Regions from separate parts of the Macaca mulatta genome. Here region 1 is linked to region 2. Evidence: chromatin contacts called from public Micro-C data. All regions are on one chromosome and are shown on one strand. The core of a region is the stretch at or near the end of the contact, and the rest is flanking DNA. Distances in the headings are between cores, read along the strand shown. Region 1 holds the start of SLC33A1 (solute carrier family 33 member 1). Region 2 holds the start of C2H3orf33 (chromosome 2 C3orf33 homolog).

Evidence for each region. Hi-C and Micro-C count contacts between places; a contact is called where the count stands out from the background.
Region 1: a contact with region 2 is called in a Micro-C map of CD4 T cells, with 5 times the contacts expected there. The contact joins the promoter of SLC33A1 here to the promoter of C2H3orf33 in region 2. A contact is called at or near these places in 2 of 14 Hi-C or Micro-C datasets (CD4 T cells and fetal cortex germinal zone).

Annotation. Positions count from the first base shown.
Region 1 is chr2:59,030,449-59,034,797 of T2T-MMU8v2.0, reverse strand. It overlaps SLC33A1 (solute carrier family 33 member 1), which reads left to right and starts at 1,799. Exons shown (of 8, transcript XR_013413611.1): 1 at 1,799-3,032. It overlaps LOC114676288 (a long non-coding RNA gene), which reads right to left and starts at 1,483. Exons shown (of 4, transcript XR_013413616.1): 1 at 1,178-1,483.
Region 2 is chr2:58,975,322-58,979,782 of T2T-MMU8v2.0, reverse strand. C2H3orf33 (chromosome 2 C3orf33 homolog) reads left to right here and starts at 2,225. Exons shown (of 9, transcript XR_013413614.1): 1 at 2,225-2,354; 2 at 4,323-4,461.

The DNA of each region.
Region 1 (4,349 bases), core at 550-3,049, 55 kb before region 2:
GGGTACATGGGACTCTGCTATATTTGCAATTTCCTGTGAATCTATAATTATTTCAGATTAAAGAAGGGAAACAAATCAAACACGAGACATACAAACTCATCAAATATTTCCTTTTTCCAACACCTACTGATTGTGCGTGGCTTTATTGGCTGCTTGCTTTAACTCCCACAATTCTCTGAAATAGATGTTATGAACTCTATTTTATTTTCATCAAAATGGAGGCTTAGGTTAAGTCATTTGTCCAAGGTACAACTACTGTTAGAGCCAGGGTTTTAATCCAGCACAATCTAAATCCCACTCATGGTTGTTTGGGCTGAATCCTGACTGGACTTAAATGACACTGTTCTTTTCTTTGACGCCCAGACTGGAGTGCAACCGCGGGATCTCAGCTCACTGCAACCTCCACCTCCCGGGTTCAAGCGATTCTCCAGCCCCAGCCTCCCTAGTATCTGGGACTACAGGCGTGAGCCACCACGCCCGGCTGATTTTTGTATTTTTAGTAGAGACGGGGTTTCACCATATTGGCCAGGCTGGTCTCGAACCCCTGACCTCAAGTGATCTGCCCGCCTGGGCCTCCCAAAGTGCTGGGATTACAGGCGTGAGCCACCGCGCCTGGCCTGCCATCACGCTTGTAATCCCCGCACTTTGGGAGGCCAAGGCGGGTGGATCACAAGATCAAGAGATTGAGACCATCCTGGCCAACACGGGGAAACCCCCTCTCTACTAAAAATACAAAAAATCAGTTGGCGTGGTGGCATGCGCCTGTAGCCCCAGCTACTCGGGAAGCTGAGGCAGGAGAATCGCTTGAACCCAGGAGGTGGAGGCTGCAGCGAGCCAAGATCGCCCTACCGCACACCAGCCCGGGCGACAGTGTGAGACTCCGTCTCAAAAAAAAAATAAATAAATAAATAATCTTTCTGCCAGAGGTGAGAGAGCAGAAAAAAAAATTAATCAGATTCTCAAATTCCTGTGCGTCTCTTAGTAGAGAAGGGGTTTCTCCATGTTGGTCAGGCTGATCTCGAACTCCCGATCTCAGGTGATCCGCCCGCCTCAGCCTCCCAAAGTCCTGGGATTACAGGCGTGAGCCACCGCGCCCAGCCACAAGACGTTTTATTGCAACATAAATATAGAGGATGTAACGAGTCATCCAATCACCAATGTAATTAGAGTTGGTTACCAAGTTTCCCTACGCGTCTTCCACCAGGAGGGATAAATGGACTGCAGACAAACCTAGCACCCCTTGAGCAGCTTAATTCGTATCATAAATATGCATGCACCGTAAGGACGCGATTCTCCAGTTAGCCAGGCCTTTTTCCACCCTTTTGGGGGCACAAGGCGACCTTGCCTCCTGATTCAAAAACTTCGTAAACTTCAATCCTTCTGCCCCTTTCCGGTCAGCCACGAAAGCAGCAGCCTGGCACAATTCCCAGCCTAGAGTTCGGGCACTGCTTGTCATCAGCACAACGACGAAACCTACACTCACGGAGACCTCAGACCCCGCGTGATTACATCACTCAACCACCAGCGCAGGCCTGGAGGAACCCACTGTCACGTGACCGCTCGTGCCCAATGACCGAGGCCCACGCTTTCCAGACTGCCATAGGCGCTGTCATAGAGCCCGAGCTTGGGCGGTGCCCCGCCCCGGCCGCACGGTGCGCCGGCGTTAATCCTCCCCGAAAGTTCCGGCCGCCAAGATTGCAGGTTCCCACCAAGCATTGTTTCCGAACTGGGCCACAAGAGCGTGTTCCTGATTGGCTTGCTCTGGAGGTTGGGAAGGGACGTGTTAGAGACTGGGACCACTTCCTGAAGCGCGAGGCAGGAAGTTATATGCGTTTTCTGGAGTCCTGTAGAGAAAGTGCTCTCTGCCGCATTGGTGTCGGCGAGAGCTGGAGGTGTTGGGTCGGGAGACCAGCCGTTCGGTCCCGCCGCAGGTAGGAGCTGGTTTCCATCGCGGCACCACGGCACACACCTCCAGCCCTGAGCCCAGAGTGACTGCCCGGGGGTCTCCTTCAGGCTTCTTGACGCCGTTCCAGGGGGCACCTAGCCAGGCATCCTCTGGGCTTCTAGCCAGAGGACTGGCTCCCGGCTTCAGCACTCTGGGCTGCAGTAACAAGTGCCCTTATCGCCCTGAGCCCTGCCACCATCCCGTGAACCACCGAAACCCTGGTCCAGCGCGACAGCCTTGGACCTGGGACTGGACGGATCCAAAACGCTCAGCCCCGGCCCCCCACAGACGGGGCTCTGCATCGTCTCTGATATGTCACCCACCATCTCCCACAAGGACAGCAGCCGGCAACGGCGGCCAGGGAATTTCAGTCACTCTTTGGATATGAAGAGCGGTCCCCTGCCTCCGGGCGGTTGGGATGACAGTCATTTGGACTCAGCGGGCCGAGAAGGGGACAGAGAAGCTCTTCTGGGGGATACCGGCACTGGCGACTTCTTAAAAGCCCCACGGAGCTTCCGGGCGGAACTAAGCAGCATTTTGCTGCTACTCTTTCTTTACGTGCTTCAGGGTATTCCCTTGGGCTTGGCGGGAAGCATCCCACTCATTTTGCAAAGCAAAAATGTTAGCTATACAGACCAAGCTTTCTTCAGTTTTGTCTTTTGGCCTTTCAGTCTCAAATTACTCTGGGCCCCGTTGGTGGATGCTGTCTACGTTAAGAACTTCGGTCGTCGCAAATCTTGGCTTGTCCCGACACAGTATATACTAGGACTCTTCATGATATATTTATCCACTCAGGTGGACCGTTTGCTTGGGAATACCGAAGGCAGGACACCCGACGTGATTGCTCTCACTGTGGCATTCTTTTTGTTTGAATTCTTGGCCGCCACTCAGGACATTGCTGTCGATGGTTGGGCGTTAACTATGTTATCCAGGGAAAATGTGGGTTATGCTTCTACTTGCAATTCGGTGGGCCAAACAGCGGGTTACTTTTTGGGCAATGTTTTGTTTTTGGCCCTTGAATCTGCCGACTTTTGTAACAAATATTTGCGATTTCAGCCTCAACCCAGAGGAATCGTTACTCTTGCAGGTAGTGTATTTAAACTATTATGGTGTTAGGTTTATTTATCCTTTTGAAAGAGTGTGTGATGTTGGAGGGAAGCTCATTAATTTACTGGAAATCATTGTATGGGCGATAACTCAAGGTAAGTTTTCTGTTTCGTCCAGATGAGCTTCTTTAAATTATTAAAGCCAAAATGAATGACATCAGAGCAATCAAATGATCAGTACTCTGCAGGTAGTTAACAGGGAGAGGCAACCCATCAAATAACAACGGAGTCCAGGGATTCGTGCCACTTGCTTAATACACAAATGCACATTTTTTAAAAGTGTGGCTCATATAGTTCACATTTTTCCTTTTGTCTTGTTGGTTTTAGGTTTCTAGCTCTATACTTTCTGATCCATTTCTACCCCTACCATTGTACCCAGAATCCAGCCTTCTAGTGAGTGGAACAGGGTTTATTCTTTCAAACATTATTGAGTCAGCTACGGGACGGGGTTCTAAGGCCTCTTATGAATAAGGCAGAGTTCTGCACTCAAGAAATAGGGGAGATGAACGTTTTAGGAGACTTCGGAGTTGCCAGTTAGTAGTAACTTCGGAGTTGCCTTTGGGAGTCAGGCTTCACAGTGCAGATAACATTTGACTTTGTTCTTGAAAAAGATTCCACGGGGCCAGGAAATGGCACACCAGGATGCACAACACAAAGTGAAAGTGCACTGAGGCAGGAAAGTACAAAAAAGTACAGGACATTGCCTGAACTGGGTTTGGGAAATCATGCTGAGAAAGGCTGTGACTAAATTAGTAAGATTTTAATTACTATGGGAAAAGGGTTTAAAAGTTTGTCCTGTAAGTAATGGAGGGTAAGGTCTAAAAAATTTCTCCGTTTCTCTGCATTAGTAAAACACATGTAAGTTTTTCTCTTTTTTCTTTTTTCTTCTTCTTTTTAATTGAGATGGTTGGGGGTGGGGGAGTGTCTCACTATGTTGGCCAGGCTGGTCTCAAACTCCTGGACTCAGGTGATCCTCCCCCTCCTTGGCCTCCCAAAGTACTGGGAATTACAGGTGTGAGCCACCCCACCTGGCCTAAGCTTATCTGAGGGTTTTTGTATTTTGTTTTTTTTTAGCTTTTGTAGCAACTAGAAAACAAGTAAAATGACCAATATAAGGAATAACAATGTCAGGAATATAGTGGAATTCTTCATTTCTGTCAGTGATGATTAATTTAGGGGATTCTGTTTTGAAATTTAAGCAGCTAAACCTCTCAGCTTCTGTGCTACCTTGGAAATTCCCAGTAGAGTAAATGTCCAGGTATGTGGGTGATGGTAGGAGGTGTCACAACTATACTAAT
Region 2 (4,461 bases), core at 976-3,475:
GAAATTTATAGGTATTTTTGTGATTTGGCCAATTGCCTGTATAAGACACAGTGTTGTAGTTAATTGCACAGAGTGAGCCAAATGGCTGAGTTGAATGCCTGCAGAATATCCCAGTTTGTCACTTCTTGGCTAGGTGACCTTAGCTACTGCCTTAATCATTCTGTGCATACTTCCTCTGTAAAAGTGGGATTAATAATAGTGCCTACCTCATAAGGTTGCTGGGAGGATGAAGGGAGTTAATGTCTGAAAAGCACCTAGAACAATACCTACCTAGCACATAACAAGCAAGACCCAAGTGTCAATGATTGTTATTTATTTTCTTACTTTCCTTTCCTTTTTTCTTTCTTCTTTCTTTTTTTGACAGAGTCTTGCTCCGTTGTCCAGGCTGGAGTGCAGTGGTGCGATCTCAGTTCACTGCAACCTCTGCCTCCCGGGTTCAAGCGATTCTCCTGCCTCACCCGCCTGAGTAGCTGGGACTACAAGCGCGTGCCACCACGCCTGGATAATTTTTTGTATTTTTAGTAGAGATGGGGTTTCACCGTGTTAGCCAGGATGGTCTCGATCTCCTGATCTCATGATTCATCCTTCTTGGCCTCCCAAAGTGTTGGGATTACAGGCGTGAGCCACCAGTCTTGGTTGTTATTTACTTTCTATTGGCTATAACACAGAGACAATACACTCCTTGAAGCCACCACTCACAATATGTATTGTTAGGAATACAATATAGTCTGTTTTGACTTTTTTTTTGTTGTTGTTGTTGAGACAGAGTCTCGCTTTGTCGCCCAGACTGGAGTGCAGTGGCCGGATCTCAGCTCACTGCAAGCTCCGCCTCCCGGGTTTACGCCATTCTCCTGCCTCAGCCTCCCGAGTAGCTGGGACTACAGACGCCCGCCACCTCGCCCGGCTAGGTTTTTGTATTTTTTAGTAGAGACGGGGTTTCACCGTGTTAGCCAGGATGGTCTCGATCTCCTGACCTCGTGATCCGCCCGTCTCGGCCTCCCAAAGTGCTGGGATTACAGGCTTGAGCCACCGCGCCCGGCCCTGTTTTGACTTTTAAAGGTAATATTTGTATAAAGAAAAAAAATTCCAATAGTATAATTGCACTCTCCGATATGGTAGCCACTAGCCGTATGTGACTAAATTAATTAAAATTAATAAAGTTAAAAGTTCAGTTCCTTGATTTCAGTAGCCACATTTGACGAAGGCAATAGCCACAGAAAGCTACAGGACATTTCTATCACTGAAAAATGTTTATTAGAGTTGGCAGACTGTGAAACTTCTTGCCCTTTCCTACCTGCAATCCCTCTCCCAGGGGTAGTCACTGTTACTAGTTTCTTGTATAGTATTTAGTATTTATTTATTTATTTAATATGGAGTCTCGCTCTGTTACCCAGGCTGGAGTGTAGTGGCATAATCTTGGCTCACTGCAACCTCCACTTCCCAGGTTCAGGCGATTCTCTTGCCTCAGCCTCTTGAGTAGCTGGGATTATAGGCGAGTACCACCACGTTCGGCTAATTTTTGTATTTTTAGTACAGACGGAATTTCGCCATGTTGGCCAGGCTGGTCTCAAACCCGACCTCAAGTAATTCGCCCGCTTCGGCCTCCCAAAGTGTTGGTATTACAGGCATAAGCCACCACACCCGGCCTCAATATGTATTTTTATTACACAAATGTTACCATATTATTTGCACTGCTCTGTTTCTAATTTTTTTTATTTAAAATATATTACTATTGTTTTCTAACAGTTCAAATATTTACAGCATGTGATATTAGGCTTTCAGAGCAGCTCTTAAAACTTTAAAGCACAATTCGAATATAAGAAATATGCATAGGTTTCAAGGACAGGCCGTATTTGGTTAAAAAAATGCATGTTTGTGTTTGGGAGCAGGTGGAAGGAATGAATTACTTCAATTTCCTTCCTTGTGTGGCACCTGCGGAAACCACACTGCAGCAGGGTGAATTAAAGTCACCAATTGAAAATCACCCTACTAGCTTGGTCGGGAATGCTTCAACCCCTGCAGTGCCGTTCAGAGATCGCCTGCATCGTGGAATCACCCTGCATAAAAGCGGTTGAGGCACTGTTAAGACATCTGATATCTGGGGCCCGCCCACTGGCGACTGCAGGTCGCGGGGCCACTCCGGTCGGCGGGGCAGGGGACCCCGCCGCCTTCCCGAGGTGCGCGGCGCCCCCTGCCGCCAGCCGGAGGAGCGCAGGGCCCGCTCGCAGGAGGCCGGGAACATGGCGGGGCAGCCCGCGGCCTCAGGCTCCCAGTCTCCCGACAGGGACGGAATGGAGCCCAACGTCGTGGCTCGGATCTCGCAGTGGGCAGACGACCACCTGCGCCTAGTCCGGGTACTGCAGCCACGCGGTCTGGGCGGGCGGTGGGCGCGGGGCGGCACCGAGCGACCCTGAGAAGAACGTGAGGCCTCAGGCGTGGATCCCGCCGGGGCCGGGGAGCGACAGAAAACTGCGGGGGAGTGAGCTCGAGAGGCAGACATCGCGAGTGTAGTGCGTGCAGGGCTGCAGAGGGCCGGGGGCGGGCCAGGGGGCCAGTTCGGCCTCATTATTGCAAGGACTGTGCAGGATGCTTGCTGGGCTGTGGGGGGCGGGCACCTCAAAGGGTGAGACGCAGCCCAGCTCCGGGATGCCACTTGTTCCATTAGAGCGTTTGGGGAGAGCCCAGAGAGGAGACCGAGGAAGAGCAGGGAAGTCCTGTACACCTTTGGAGAGAGCATTTCTAATTTTTATTTATTTTTAATTTTATTTTTTTAGGGACGGGGTATTCCTCTCTGGCCCAAGCTGGAGTGCAGTGGCACGATCATAGCTCACTGCTGCCGCTCCACCTCCTGGGCTGAAAAAATCCTCCCACTTCAGCCTCCCAAGTAGCTGGAACCACAGGCTTGCGCTACCCCCATCGACTACTTTCTTTTAGAATTAGAGACTGGGAATCTTGGTATGTTGCCCGGGTGGCCTCCAACTCCTGGCCTCAAGTGATCTCCCACCTCAGCCTCCCGAATAGATTTCTTTTTTTTGAGACAGAGCCTCACTCTTGTCACGCCTGGAGTGCAGTGGCACCATTATGTCTCATTGCAGCCTCCACTCCCTGTGCTTAAGCAATCCTCCCACTTCAGGCTCCCGAGTAACTGGGGCTACAAGGCACTTGTCACCACACCAGGCTAATTTGTTTTTTGTTTGTAGAGACAAGGTCTCCCTGTGTTGTCCAGGCTGGCCTTGAACTCCTGGCCTCAAGGGATCTGCCCGCCTCAGCCTCCCAAAGCACTGGGATTATAGGCATCAGCCACTGGTGCCCTGCCTTTTTTTTTTTTTTTTTCCTGAAGCACTAAGCCTCTGGAGTTGAAGCAAGAGGGGGACATTTTGGCCACCAGGCGAGAGAGAGTTGTGGCTAAGACACAGAATTGTGGTGATATGAATTGTTTGGGTGTGAGGTACAAAGAAAGAGGTCTAAGGAGGCTGGTAATAGTTGCTGATAAGGAGAAGGAGTTGGAGTAAATGATTTGTTGGGGAAAATCTAGATAACTTTTTGGACATGTACATGGAGATGTGCAAACTTGAAGATGGTTATTAGACTTCTAAGCAGAATTGTAGATGCTGTTCTTGGCAACTGGATATGGAGTCTGGTGTTGAAGGGAGATCAGAACCTGACATAGAACACTGGGAATGACCTGCATAAACCTTAAGTAGCATTTAAAGCTGTGGACTTGAGTAACATCTCAGAGCAAGTGAGAAAAGCTACTGAAGAAGCCCTAGAATTTGGGGGATTATCACATTGAGAATCTGGGGAGTAAAGAGAAAGTCAGCAAAGACCAAGAGGAAGCAGACAGTGAGGTCGTAAGAAAGTCAGGACAGCCTGGTGTTCTAGAAGCCAAGTGAAGAAAATGTTTTCAGAAGGAATCATTACCTTTAAAAAATAATACTGAAAAGTTGAGTAAGATAACTTTGCAAATGCTCTGCAGCCAAGCAGCACAAAGTCCAAAGCCATGCCTGTTTTCACTCACCATTGTAGCCCTAGTTCTTAGAGTAATGCCTGTCACTTAGTAAGTGCTAGATAAATATTTGTGGCATCATCGAATGGTAAATAATATATGTGTTAATTGGTGAAAACTCATTTCTTCCAGTTAAGCAGCAATAGATGCATGGGTTATTTCAAATTAAAAAATGACTTCAGAAGGATTATGGGAGGAAGTTGTTTAAATTAGAACATGGTTATAATATTACAAATAATCCGGTCATAGAACCCAGCGTATGTACCTTTGTGCGTTTTTTCAATCTCATTTTTTTTCTTTTTCTTTTTCTTTTTAGACGAAGTCTCACACTTGTCCCCCAGGCTGGAGTGCAATGGTGCGATCTTGGCTCACTGCAACCTCTGCCTCCTGGGTTCAAGCGATTCTCCTGCCTCAGCCTCCCGAGTAGCTGGGATTACAGGTGCCTGCCACCATGC